Regions from separate parts of the Anser cygnoides genome. Here region 1 is linked to region 2. Evidence: chromatin contacts called from public Hi-C data. All regions are on one chromosome and are shown on one strand. The core of a region is the stretch at or near the end of the contact, and the rest is flanking DNA. Distances in the headings are between cores, read along the strand shown. Region 1 overlaps SMAD5 (SMAD family member 5). Region 2 holds the start of LECT2 (leukocyte cell derived chemotaxin 2).

Region 1 (6,254 bases), core at 843-3,342, 67 kb after region 2:
AGGGCAGGGAATTGGCGGGGATGGGGCGTGCTGGTTCCCGGAGGGCAGGAGAGGCCCCGGGGGCACCGGCAGCCCCTGCACGCACACAGGCACATGGCTGGGGAGGCCAGTGTGGCTCAGCCCTGCACAATGGCAAAGGGGACGGCTCCCTTCCAAGTTCAGCAGTTAAAGGAAATGATCATATCAAGAAAGGAAACCCCCTTAACATCAATACGAGAATTAATCTGCACATAATTCAGAGCGCTGGTGATTTAGCTCGCAGGCATTGTTTCCCCACTCGCTTTGGGCCTTGCTGCCTCATGAAAAGAAGTGGGAGATGTTTGTGGAAGCTGCAGGAGGATTTTGAGGTTGGAGTTTTGTCATGTAATTACTAAAGATTTCAGTTGTCAGCACAATGTTTAATGATAACCAGGTGGAGAGGTGCATGTGCATAGCTGCCTCCTCCTTGGTGGGAGCAGGGGGTTAAGCCGAGCTGAAGGCAGCACAGCATCATTGAAAACTGTTCCACAATGAAATTGCTCATATAAAAATAAATATCAACAGCTGATTCATGGCTTTTTCAGAGCATGTTTGAAGTGTGGTGTGATCAGGGGTGTGCAAAAAAGCAACTGATGGAATCTATTAAATAATATGGGAATAGTTTTCCCAAGCATACAAGAACACCGCCTAAACCTGAGGCTTACCGGAGAAGCAGGCATCATAATGTGTGCAGAAATGTGTGAGGGGGTATGTGAGGCAAGAATGGGGTAGGTCAGTGTGTCATCAGGACTATATTGTTGGGATGAAGTATTTGTGGTGGCCTTAGGTGTTTGGTTTTGCTCTCAGGCATATCTTTCCAACCGAAATAAATGGAGGAAAAGCGTAATAAAAATATATGGAGATATGACTTACAAACTGAATTGGGTCGGATTCTCCATCTGAACTTTCAGGACAAAAAGGAAAATGCAACTTTTGGGAAGGGCTTCTGGGGGGGGCAGCCCTGGTCCGCAGCAGCACGGGGGCAGAGGAAAGGACTGGTGGGAGGCATCTCTAAAAACAATGTTCAGACTCAGCAGAAGGGGATTAAAAGTTAAAATTTAAAATGTGAATGGAAAGAAGAGGCTGGAAGTGCAGGGGTAAATTGGGAGTGACGTACAGAAAGAGTCCACCCAACCTCCCAGCAGGCGTAGCAGGAGAGGCCGTGGGGCACGGCCGTGGGAGCAGGGGGTGGCTGCGGTCCAGCGGGCACATGGGATGAACCTGCTTCAACAAAGGAACAAACTTTCAACACAGCCACGCACAGTCATTCCAAGCCTCAAAAATGCACTGGGTATCCTTGAAATTGCTTAAGTCAGTAGGATCTGTGTCCAAACTGTAGGAGGTTTTCTCACGGCTATCACCATGGCGTTGTGGTTCAAACAACAACACCAAAACCAGCTCAAGAACGGAGCCTCTCTGCTTCCACTGCCTACTCCAAGGGAAAGTTCTTGCTCCTCATGGTGGTTTCATTCCCAAGGTTTTAGCATCTTTGATCTGAAAGAATAAGTCATAAAACAAACAAACAAAAAGTAAAAGTAATAATAAAATTCTTATGCCTACGTTTTTGCTATTAAACTCTAAATTAATGCTCTGCACAAGACCTGAGTGCTGCCTAACCAGCTGTTTCCAACTGAGGTGCCATAGGACATGCTGGAGACTAGCGCTCCTGCCCTGGACTAACAGCATGCATCTGAGGCTTTCCCAGAGGTAGGAAAAAAAAAAAGGGGGGTTGTGCAGCACGGACAGAGCTGCCTCAGCTCTTTCCATGAACCCAAAGAAGTGGGGGCTGCTCTGGGCACTACTGGGATGTGTCCTGCTGTTACGTGACCCGATGGATTTTGTTTGTGGTGTTGGCTGGGGTCTGCTGCAGGTGTGTGCTGGCATGAGCTGCCTACCAGGCAGCTCTGTATCCTCTCCCTGTTATTCTTGCTGCTCTCTTGGGGCTTTGGGAGGCAATCTAACCTCTAATCTAATTGTTGTTGGACCTTATTTATACTCAGAGTCATGCTAGAGAGAAATTAAAATCTCCCAGCAGAGCTGCTGCAACTCAGAACTACTTCCTTGGCAGGTTCCTCCTGCCCCCGGGCCCTATGCCAGCTGAAGATGCTGTTAGAAGAGGGAGGAGGAAATTATTCAGCCTTAAATAGCTGCTCTGATAAAGTCCAGTTGGGCTGTGCAGCCCCGGATCTGCCCAGGAAGGGGCTGATGGCACGGGCAGGTACCTGCCTGTCCTCCCAGGTGTGTTTCGGGAGTTTCCAGAATGAAATGGTTTTACCCGGAGACAGGGATCCCAGTTTCTCAAACGCTTTTATACGCGTATATTGATTTGATTTCGTTCTCGGGGGAGATCCCAAATTCAGAAGGAATTATTCCTACTCAAAAATGTTGCTGTGGGGGATGAAAGGTGCCCCCTGCCTGGCTGTAAGCTGTGAATTCAAAGCGTGCCCTGCAGCGGGCAGAAGAGGAGCGCGACGCCCGGGATGGAGGCGCAGGAGCGCATCCCCTCCGCTGCGCCTCCGCGTCGGGCTGGCGACGGGGGGGACCCTGCTTCGCCCCCCGGCCTTGCCCCTTGTGCCGGGGGTCCTGCGGCATTGCGGGGGTGCTGGGGCACTGCTGGGCTCGGCTGTCCCAGCGCTGGTCGCGAGGTCCCTCTGGCGGCCCCTCCGCAGCCACAGCCCCGAGCAGCGCCCTCGCTGCCGGGCTGCGGGCGGGGGGCCCCGGCTGGCCGGCAGGAGCACGCCCGGGTACAGCACCGGGGGGCTCCGCCGGGCCCTTTCCTTTCTTTCCAGAAAGAAAGGAAGCCAGCCGCTAGGGAGAACGGTTTGCTTTGTGTTTCCGAGAAGCGATCGCTGCTAGCGAAGCAAACTATCTCGTGGCAGAGGTCACTGGGGAAGCGGTGACCTTTCCTCCGCGCTTGCAGGAGGATGGAGAAAGCAGCACCTCTCCTCGCCTTTGGGCTTCGAGCCTTGAGCGTGGAGCCTCGCCTTGTTTATGGTGCCTGCCGCGTCCCCACCCTGCACCCAAGGGCTTGGCAGCTCTGGGGAGGGAAGGCGGCCGCAGGCGGCTGGGTGGGAATGCTGCGGGACAATGCGAGCCCAGGGTATCCAAGGGCTCGAGCTGGGCCAAGGTCAGCTATTGTTCCAGGGAATATAAATAGCCCTGCTGGTAACAACGCAAACCCGAGCCTTGCGATGAAAGCTTCGCTTCGTGTTTAAGCTTTGCTTTGTGTTTCGCGCCGAGGTGGGGAAAGTGCAAGAAGTCACCGGGCGACAGTGGGGGAAAGTGCAAAAATGTGCCCAGGCTCGGGGTTTGCACCAATAGAAGGGATTTTCTTTCTTCTTTTCTTCTTGTAAATCTGCACTGAGGAGAAACGTAAAATAATAAGTGTTTTCCCCTTCCATAAACAAATGTTGCATTTGTATCTGGGTGTATGTGGCAAAGTCAAAATAGGCGTTAAATATTAGTTAAATATAGTCATGGGAGATGAAAAACTTCTGCTTACATAATGTTCCTGCAAAATCAGGTTTAGAAAAATAAATCTGAGGCTTGTCTCACACTTTTTCTGATGCAAGAACTGGGTAGAAATTTTTTTTGTTTTTCAATAATATAGTCAAAACCTAGAGGAAAAAAAAAAGTAGTCTTCCTTTGGGTGAAAGCATTGGTTTTGATTCTTCAGGGAGGGCCCGGCTGAGCCGGGGTCGGGCTATTGTCTTCTGCAGTGCAAGCTGAAGGGCAGCCTGGGTGGCTAAAAGTGAAAACAGTTATTGTTCAGCAGCTGCTGGTGCCGGCTCACGGCACATTTGACGTGACCTGTGGTTGCAGCCTCATCGTGCCTGACCTTGGCTGCAAGGGTTAGCCCCTCACTAAACAAGCAGCTGTGCTGTTTGACTCCCCGCAGGCTGTCCACATCACTGCTCCATGTGATGGGATGGCTTTGGGGTGCTGGAGGGCTGGGGTGGCCCTTTGTGGTAGGGAGGCTTTCCTTTCAACGGAGGGACAGAGAGCGAGCTAGTATCGAGAGACTTGCAAGCTGTTGTCTCCTCTGCAGCCAGAGGACATCAGCATCTCAGGAGTGCTGTAGGGAGAAAGTGGAGTCCAACAGGTTGGATGCTGCCTGGGCCATGGGAAAGCTGGGCTCCATTGCAGCCTCACTGTGGGACCTATGTTAAGATATCTGGGGTCTCTGGCACATGTCCTGAAATATATTTCATTGAAACTGGATGGAAAAAAATAGCTGTGAATTTAGTCCCTCCTCCAACCTCTATTTCTCCATTGAGAGTTTCACTTGGATATGCTGAAAGTAATTATCACCGTACAACTCATCCGTGCTTTGTCAATCATGTGCTTTGAAGCAAAAAGACACCGCAGGTTAATTTTCAATTAGCTAAAGAGAGGGAGTGTGTGTGCAGATCCTAAGCTGGCTGAGAAAAGGTGATTTGAGAGAAGCTGCATAAAAGGAGCGTCTGTTCTTGTGATGGTGTGAAGCAGTTTCAGATCTCAGAGCCGTTACCTATGTTCATTGTGCTGTTTTCTTCTGTTAAAGCGTTTATTTCTAGAAATGGAGTGAAAGCCTAAGCTGCATCCCAGGCCCTTTTTGTGAGCTAGAAATCGTCACAGGTATTTAATTGCTTGTGTCTGTTTAACCGGATTGCGGAGAGATGAGACAGTCCGTGCCAATTAACAACGACGCTGCTGAGCTCGTGTGTGTAAGCAAAGGGATAACTGTGTGCTTAGGCATCGAAACTCTGATTGTAAGAAAAGCACTCTGAAAGCTTTGGTTGTATTAATTACAGCATTGCTTCACATTGTAGCTTCGGTGCATGTGCTAGTTTATGTCTTGTCTTCCTCTGTCTTGCAAGCCCCGAAGAGATATAATTACAGCACATCTTTCCTCTTTGAGTTTCCTGCTGGGTTATTTTCTGCTTGAAATCAATGCCTGCCAGTGTGCCTGTGAAATTTCCTGAGGAAGTCGTTTAAATGGTGCTGTAAAAACTGCGCCTGTTTTAGTAAGTGGGAGCAATCCAATGTTGTTTCCAGAAACCCGCAGCATGGAGGGCTGGGGAGCTCATGCCCATCAGCTCCTGCTGTCCCCTCCCCGCTGGTGGCACTGCTCTGCCAATACCTGCGTGGAAATAAAGACAAGTGGGGGGAAAATGGGGCATGAATACTGAGCAGTGTGGTTGCAGGGCATCAGGAAGGATTGTCCTCTTCAGCACTGAATAATAAAGTCTGAAATGGGGGACATGGTGTTATTGCTTCCAGCTGCTGTACTTAAAGGTGTCCTCATCTCTTCATTCACATTATGGAAAATAAGAGAATAATCCCCTTCTTATCTCTTCCAACTGTCTCCATCATCTTACATTACAGCGCACGTGAGAGGCTCTGTTTGAAATCCCAGTCTTTGCTGCCAGCAGGACAGAGAGCAGAGGCCAACTGGTGAGAGCTCCCCAGTTCTGTCTTCCATAGCTGTGAAGCTGGTCAAGATCTACTTCTTACTGCACTGTCACCCCTCTGACCCTCACATGCCCAGAAACATTTCTGTGGAGGATGTCTCTTTTCCAAAGTCTGGGGAGTACACTGTTATTTGCAGGCATTTCCAGATCTGGCTGCATTTGGGCAATTTCATGCAATTCCTTTTCTATGCACTCGTGCCACTCTGATAAGAGCATCTCAGTATTTTTGTAGCCTGGCAGGTTTTCCACAGCCTCCTAAACAATGGAGCAATTTTCTATATTCCAGCGAAGATGTATTGACAGGCAACTTGTAGCTATTCCTATTCCTTTTTCACTTGGAGAGATGGGCAATTTCTTTGCTGTTTCTGTGCAAGATAAGTCTTTAGGGAGAATGTGCTGTCCACACTGTTAGAAAGGTTTCACTATAGAGAAGCAGTGTTGGCATAAAGATGTCAGGAACTTAAATTTAGAGGGATTTATTTCAGTGAATCAGTGCTGTTGAAGAAGACAGAGTTGTTGGGTGCAAGCATTTGCTCCCTGCTGTAATGCTACGAAAGGAGCTGGGACCTGAGGTGGATGCCAGTAGCAAAGAGCCAGCTTCCTGGGCTCTTGCTTCTAAAATTCTGGCTGTGTTTTACATCAGCTCGCCATCAGATGGAGCAGTTTTGGAAGTAAAGACCAGAATTGTTCCCCTTCCACTCTGGCAGTGTGCTGCAGCAGCATGCTCTGGGCATCAGTGAATCTTCAGTAATTTATCTGTGCACCTTTACTTGCAGCGTGAAA
Region 2 (6,817 bases), core at 2,711-5,210:
CAAAGCCCTGAGCTGGTGCACAGCTCCGGCTGAAGACTCCCCCTCAGATTTATTTTGCCTTTATTGGTATACTTGCTAAGCCCAAGTTAGGTTTTGACACGGAGAATGGAGGAACAGAGAAGAAAACCTTTCTTCTACCTATGACCTGTCTCTTGAGGACATCATTCTGGCTGAATCCTCCAAAAGTCCCTTGATGCTTGGAGAAAGAAAAGCATGAAAGAAAGCAAAGCATGGCGAGTCGGTGCTTGCTGGGGGCCTTCCCTTTGCAAATGGGAGAAGCTGGTAACTGGGTTAAAAACTGGGATGTTCGCCAAGCGAAACCTAACTGGGAACGTTTCCTTTCTCTGGGAAACCAACTTCCTACCAAAAAAAAAAAAAAAAAAAAAAGGAAATTTTGGTCTAAATTGGAGAACACTGAGGACTTTTGCCGGGATGTTTCTACTCTCATTTAAAGGTTTTTTTTCTTTTTTTTTTTTTTTTTCCCACAGAAGACTCAGGTGTATGAACTGGGCGTTGTGGCTCAGTGTCTCTGCAGGTTTGGGCTATACATGTATCTGGATGTGCTGATGTTTTATTCATGGCAAAGCTAAAGTGGCTCCTGGGGAAGGGGAATGGGACACAGTGGGTTCAGAATTTTTCACAGATGTAGCACATGTCTTTCTGTACTTTCTTGTAAAAACAAATCTGCTGCTGGGACATACACAGCTCCCACTGTAGCAGCTCCCTTGCTTACCTAAGATTGCAGTGGCTTTAATAAATCCATGTGCCCACAGCTCCTGTTGAGTGCCAGGAGCAGGTTGGTAGCACTGCCCGGGAAAGCCCTGTGCTGTTAACAGGACTCTGTTCTCTTGGGAAAGACTTCAGCTGATTTGCTAATGGAAAGAAATGCCTCACTTGGACAAAAAGAAACCTAAGCTTGGCAAAGCAATCCCGAAGCAGGAGTCTGGGGAAATGGAAAGAGTTACTTCATTAACCTTGTTTTACATTTTTTTGTGATGGGCCCCAGGAAAGATTTGAGTTTCAGCTTTATCCATTTTTTTCCCCCCATCTGCAGAACCAAACCCATATCTGTGACGGCACCGAAGAGATTCAAAGCAATTTCTAGCAAAACAGCCCTTTAATGATAAGACTTTCCCATAGGTGAGCAAAGTGAGGTTTCTGGCTTAGTGAGGGACCGCTGGTGTTTGGTGGCACAGCGCGGCGAGGTCCCCGAGGCTCCGTGCCTCCCGCTGCACGCTGCAACCGCGATGTGCAGGATACAGAAATAGCTTTAAAGTATGTATTATGTATCTGTGTTAGGATAACTACCAGCATTTTGCTTATGAATACTTATGGAGCCATGGAGAAGGTTCAGTGGCTTCCACTTTGCTAGAGCAGCCACCAATGCCCAGGCAATTTAATGAGCAGCCAAGGGAGGAGCTGAAAGCTTTGCGTGGACGTGCAGCCTCCCTTTACAGGTTGGAAGTGGGGTTTGTTAAGTCGCAGTTCTGGATGTGGACGTGGGACGTGATCCCTGGGTAGACGCTCTGCATGGGCAGCAGGACGCCGATTTTCTCTCCCTTCTTGATGGTGCCGCTGTACTTGACGGGTTTGATGTAAAACATCTTAATGCAGAATCCTGGCAAGAGGGAGGAGAGAACAGGAGAAACTGTTGTTCCTATGCAGTGCTATAAAAGCCTGGCAAAGTCATAACATTCAGTAGCAAAATATAAATGACAATAAAATGATTTGAGTTACAGCAGCAGGAGACATTGCAGAAAATGCTGTGATGTTCCTAGAGCATCAGGAAGAGAGAATAAGAAAAGAGATAATTAAATATGGAGGAGATTTGGAAGGGGATTAAGTTGGGTAGAACTGCATCAGCAATAAAAGGCTCTTCCTTTAATCATCCCAAATGTGCCAAGGGGCCAGCTCCATCCGTTAACCTTTTTCACAGATGTGAAATGCCATAACGTGGCATCAACTAATTTTCCTGCATAAACAGAGCTTGGCTTTCAAAGACGTGTTTTTTGTTTGGGTTCGTTAACAGGCAAACACCCTGCAGCTCAGGCAGGGGTCACACATTGGGGCTCCGCTTAAAATCCGATAAACAGCCGGGAGCGTTTTGCGATCAGGGGTTGCAAGCGCACATCCTTCAGCTTGCCTACCTGCTCCTGACAGCTGGACGCCGTTGTCGATGGCGTTGCCGTTCCCGTAGGGCTTGGCCTGTCTGTCGATCTTCCCCGCGAAGGGCGCGTACACCGCCGAGCCGTCTGTGCACACCACGTCCACCCCTTTGTGCTTCTTCCCCCCCCTGCAGAAGAGCAGACCCCGTGAGCAAGCAGCGGGTTGGTTCTCCTGCTGCCCCCCATCACCCTGCCCTGCCCCGAGCTCCAGGGAAGCAGCCCCAGAGCTCCAATCTCAAAGCTCCTCCACCCCACCCCGCTCCCCCCACCCCTATTTTGTGCTTATTTTTATTAAGAAAGCTTCAAGTGCTGTCCTGTCTTCGTGGCCCGGACCTGGGGGCGTCGTAGCGGCCGCAGCCGTGGTTGTCACAGCCTCGGATTTTGTTGGAGGGTTGACCTGCGCAGATTTTCCCCCATTGGCCTGCGGCAACTAGAAGAGAAGAGAAGGTGAAAGGCAGCAGCTAGCAAGGAGATTTCCCCACCCATGTTGTTTAACGCCTGCTATTGCTAAGTGCCACGCAGAGCTCTGAAAATCTAAAGGCCTGGTTGAAAGTCTGTTGAAATTAACAGTAAAGTCCCTTTGGACTTTGTTGTAAGCGTGGCTCAGGTTCGTGGAACCAGATAATTTGTTATCTTTTAATGGAAGTTAATTTTAGGGATGCTGTGAGATATCTTTGTTTTATGCTCTGTGCAATGACACTTGAGGGTACTTGCAGCAGTGACTTCAAGGCAAAGATGCAGAACAAACAGTTACAGAGTCGCAGAACCACCTAAGCCAGAAAAAACCTTCAATACCCAGTCCAACCACCCAGGTGATGGAGAACGGATCCAGCTTTCGCTGTCGTCACCCACAGCCAAACCCCTGCTGATAACACAGCCCCAGCCTCACCTGAGAGAGGAAGAGCTTTGTAGGGGAAACGGGGGGACAGGGGCGCCCTCCTTTACCTTCTGTAAGCCTCGAAGGGCCCCAGCCTCCCCCACCAAAGCACACGGGGTGCCCAAGTGAAGCTCTTTGGGGCTGGAGAACAGGGCCGGTATAGCAAAAAAGCAGCGGGCTGGGGTTTGTTTGTGTGCATCAACACCTCGCAGGCACCAGCCCTGCTGGCATCGGGGAGCATACACAAATGGGGAAATTATACGCCGAAGGACTGGTGTTAAAAGGTGCAGGAAACCTCTGATGCCTTCCTCAAGCTAAGCAGCCCTTTGTTCTAGGTGCTCTTCATTTATTTTAACTAATCAAGTATTCTTTATAGAAGCAAAGGTGATGACTTTAAATGCACAAACACCTCTGGGAACACCCTGTGCTCAGCAGGCTGACCTTTGAGTTAAAGGCTTTTAAGAAAAAATGCGTGCTGTTAGCGATGGGTGCGCCTCAGCTGACTCTGTTCTATTCAAGCAGTGTTAGTTCTCCTACAAAATTTTACTACAACTCTCTACCATAACTAAAATGGATTTTTCGATGTAGGTTTCAATGCAGTGTGAGACAAGTGATTTTCAAAAGCAAAAAATGGCACAGAATAAATCAGCTCCTAGACTTCATAAAGAAACAAACAAAAACAAAAAAAAAAGAAAGAAAAGAGAGAGAGTGTGAGAGAAGAAGAAGAAAATGCGTTTACAGCAATTGAGCTAACTTACCACTGGAGATGGCAATCAGCAGGATGACTGCTGTGACTCCGTGCATCTTGATGTACCTCGAGAGCTCTGCTTTCACAGCAAAAGGTCCAAACCACTTTGCTTTCTATTTATACATCCCAACAGAGGCTGTATCCCGATTTTTCCAGCCAATCAGAAAATTTACATGACATCAGCTTTTTTGCTTGCAGATTGGGGCCAGCAGCAAGAGTTGCCAGCAGCCCATGGGCTGCACCCCCAGCCTGGCTGATCGGTGTGTGCAGGCTCCAGCCCGTTTAGCAACACCAGCTGTGTGTTCTTGTTTGCTTTTGTTTACAACAAAAAAGAAGAATTTTAAAACCAAACATTAAAGACAGTTTGTAACTAGTTCTCTCTGTTCCTGCCTGTTGCCCAATCCTGATGTTTAGCAAGATGCCACGGGTGGAAAGGGGGAAAAGAACTCGAATATAAAAAATATATAAAAAATATATATACCTTTGCCGTCCCACCGTGGCTTGGAAGGAAATTCAGGCAGGTGGGCACAGCTCCGTGCCTTATGCAGAAAAAACTCTGTGTGTCCCAGCTCTGGTCAGGCAGCCCATGAGACGGGACCCCCGATCCCCATTCCTTCGTTAATGCATCCCAGATATTGCTTTGTCCATGATGACAAACCTGCAGCGCTAACGGCGTGGGCGATGTTTACAACCTTCACTGTTCCTGAACGGACAAAGTGCAGGACCCTGTGATATCGTGGCTGAGCAAATTTACGGGAAACGGAAGGAGAAGGGAGCAGCGGAGCATGAACAAGGCCAGCTCCAGAGTTGTTTCTGGGAACGGAGGGAGTGGGATGCCTGGTTTATAGCCAGGAGCTGGAAGTTGTTATCTGTGTGGCTCTCTGGCTGCCCGGTGCGTGCTCTTTGGTTTCTCTGTGCAGAAACAACCCCGTGCCCAGGTTGGACGTGGCTGTGGGTCAGGGCTGGCTCTCAGCCCGAATGCTGAGATGTGGTCATACCTCAACCATGTCAGATAAACTTGTATTACCTTAAATTCAGATTGTTAATTTATAATTTTGTTAGCAACTTACCAATCAACGTCAAAGAGGAGAAAAGAATGACTGAAGCAATGTTGTGCATTTTTCCAGAAGCTAAAAACCAGCTTTCCCTCCATATTCTCTTGCTAATAAATATCCTGAGGGATAACAAACCCTTTTTCAGCCCCCTTGGTTTCACGTTGCACGCTCAGTATAGTACAACAGAGGAAGCGTACCATGGTGAGACATGGCGGGGGAACCCACCAGCTTCTCCAAACACAACCCCGAGCCCTCTTGGCCATTGACCTGCTCCATTGCTGGCATTGCCCTGCAGTCAGAAGGCAGCAGCCGCAGCAGCTGGCTCCTGCACCTACCGTCTGGTAGGGGGCCCACCGGTGCCTGGGCACGTAGACCTTACAAAACAGGCATCTGCCCTTGTTTCACGCAGTTTGCACACAGAGCTTTTTGGAAACCTGGATTCCCGGGTGGGATATTTGTTCCTCCAGGGTCTTTTAATAAACTGCTGCCGTGCTGCCAGGGAGACTGCTGTGGTCTGCAAGGCAGGCCCCCCGTGCCCCTCTGTGAGACCCTTCGGCTTTGTTTTGGTTTTGCTGAGTTAGAAAGTTTCAGCAGAGCTAACTGAGTGAATTAAACACGGCAAAGACTGAATTATTTGCTGACATTTTTTGTTATTCCCTCAGATAAGGATCAGAGAGGTAAAGAATGACTAACTTGGGTTTGGCGTGAGCTGTGCAAGAGCAGCTGATGCCTCGCTTGACTTGCGTGCGTTTGCAGCACTGCCTTTGGTGGGAACTGCAGCCTTGCTCTGTGTGAGCAACGCTGCGAAGACTGAAGCACTGCATAATAGCTGCCAGTTTCTTCATGTTTTGCTTCTTGCTAGCTGTAGCCAAAGTTTATTATTATTATTATTATTGCTGTTATTATTTTGCATAAAATCAGCCAGAAAAGTGGCAGCAGTTGGCAGTTAATTTTGCATTGCTTGCAGGTGTGTGAAAGAATTAAAGCAAGGAGAGGGGGAGCAGGGCTGGGGGTTGTGCTTGTGGGGGCTCTGAGGAGCTCCCTGGGGGAAGGAGGAAGGATTCAGGAGTCCCTGTGGCAGGTGAGTGAGGCTTTTCCTCATCTCCTGTAGTGCTGGGAGCTGCTGAGAAGCAGGTGAGGTGGGTGGCTGGGTAGTGGCTGGTGGCCTCTCCTGCAGGGGAGAGGATCAGTAGCAAAGCGGTGATCTGCTCCCATGCAACTGAGCACAATCAAATCATGTGTAATTCAAGTAAGATCAAATTTAAATGGCAGCAACATTAAATCTTAGTCCCCAAAACTCATCAAATGCACTAAAAGCAATTTCCAAAGCTGTAGCCCTGCTGGGATCTAATAAACTTTTCATTAAGGAGGAAGTGTTTGACTCAGCCCCTCATTTAGCAAGATGAGGGTTTTTTTTCCCTTGTGGAAGGCATGCAAATAGCTGTAATAATTTTATTTCTGCTTTACCAAGTACCAAGGCATGACTGAGTTTGTCGGTGATGCTCTGAAGGATAGGAGTTCTCAGCCCAACTAGCTTATACTAAAAATGCTCTTAGTTCCTCTCCCCTAAAACCTGCAATTTGGAGGGTTTAACACAAGCACACTGGGTTTTGCTTTACAGGAGTTACTCAGCATATCAAACTAACAGACAGGAGCCTTCCTTTTTCTTCTGGTTATCAGTTATTACATCTTGAAACACCTAAATATGTTTGAAAGACTTTCAGATCAAAGTACAATTAAATCCTAGGGTAGAGGCAGATTGCAGTAATGACGAGAGGGCACCTTGGTTACCTAGGTGTCAGACTTACCTAAACATCCATTTTTTTTGGCGCTATTGCAGCTGAATTTCTAATGTGGAATTGAGGGAAGTAAGCCCCAAGGCATGGAACTGCAGATGTTTGTTATCAGTGGCTTTTTCCCTTTTATTTTTGGTGGAGGAGGATGCTGCGTGTGAGCTGCCCGAGGGGTGCTG

The links. A called contact is a pair of places that touch in the nucleus more often than the background predicts.
Region 1: a contact with region 2 is called in a Hi-C map of granulosa cells, with 1.7 times the contacts expected there. The contact joins the enhancer-like site here to the promoter of LECT2 in region 2. A contact is called at or near these places in 3 of 7 Hi-C or Micro-C datasets (granulosa cells and liver).

Annotation. Positions count from the first base shown.
Region 1 is chr14:3,889,744-3,895,997 of Taihu_goose_T2T_genome, forward strand. The region is part of intron 1 of SMAD5 (SMAD family member 5); the gene reads left to right. Among named protein-coding and RNA genes, the nearest start is that of SMAD5, 20 kb to the left of the region's middle. Within about 2 kb of position 2,093, at least 1 of the 3 cell types and tissues checked has open chromatin away from gene starts, as enhancers often do.
Region 2 is chr14:3,821,103-3,827,919 of Taihu_goose_T2T_genome, forward strand. It overlaps LECT2 (leukocyte cell derived chemotaxin 2), which reads right to left and starts at 3,961. Exons shown (of 4, transcript XM_013175706.3): 1 at 3,801-3,961; 2 at 2,499-2,595; 3 at 2,148-2,293; 4 at 1,099-1,618. The coding sequence starts at 3,846. The coding sequence ends at 1,452.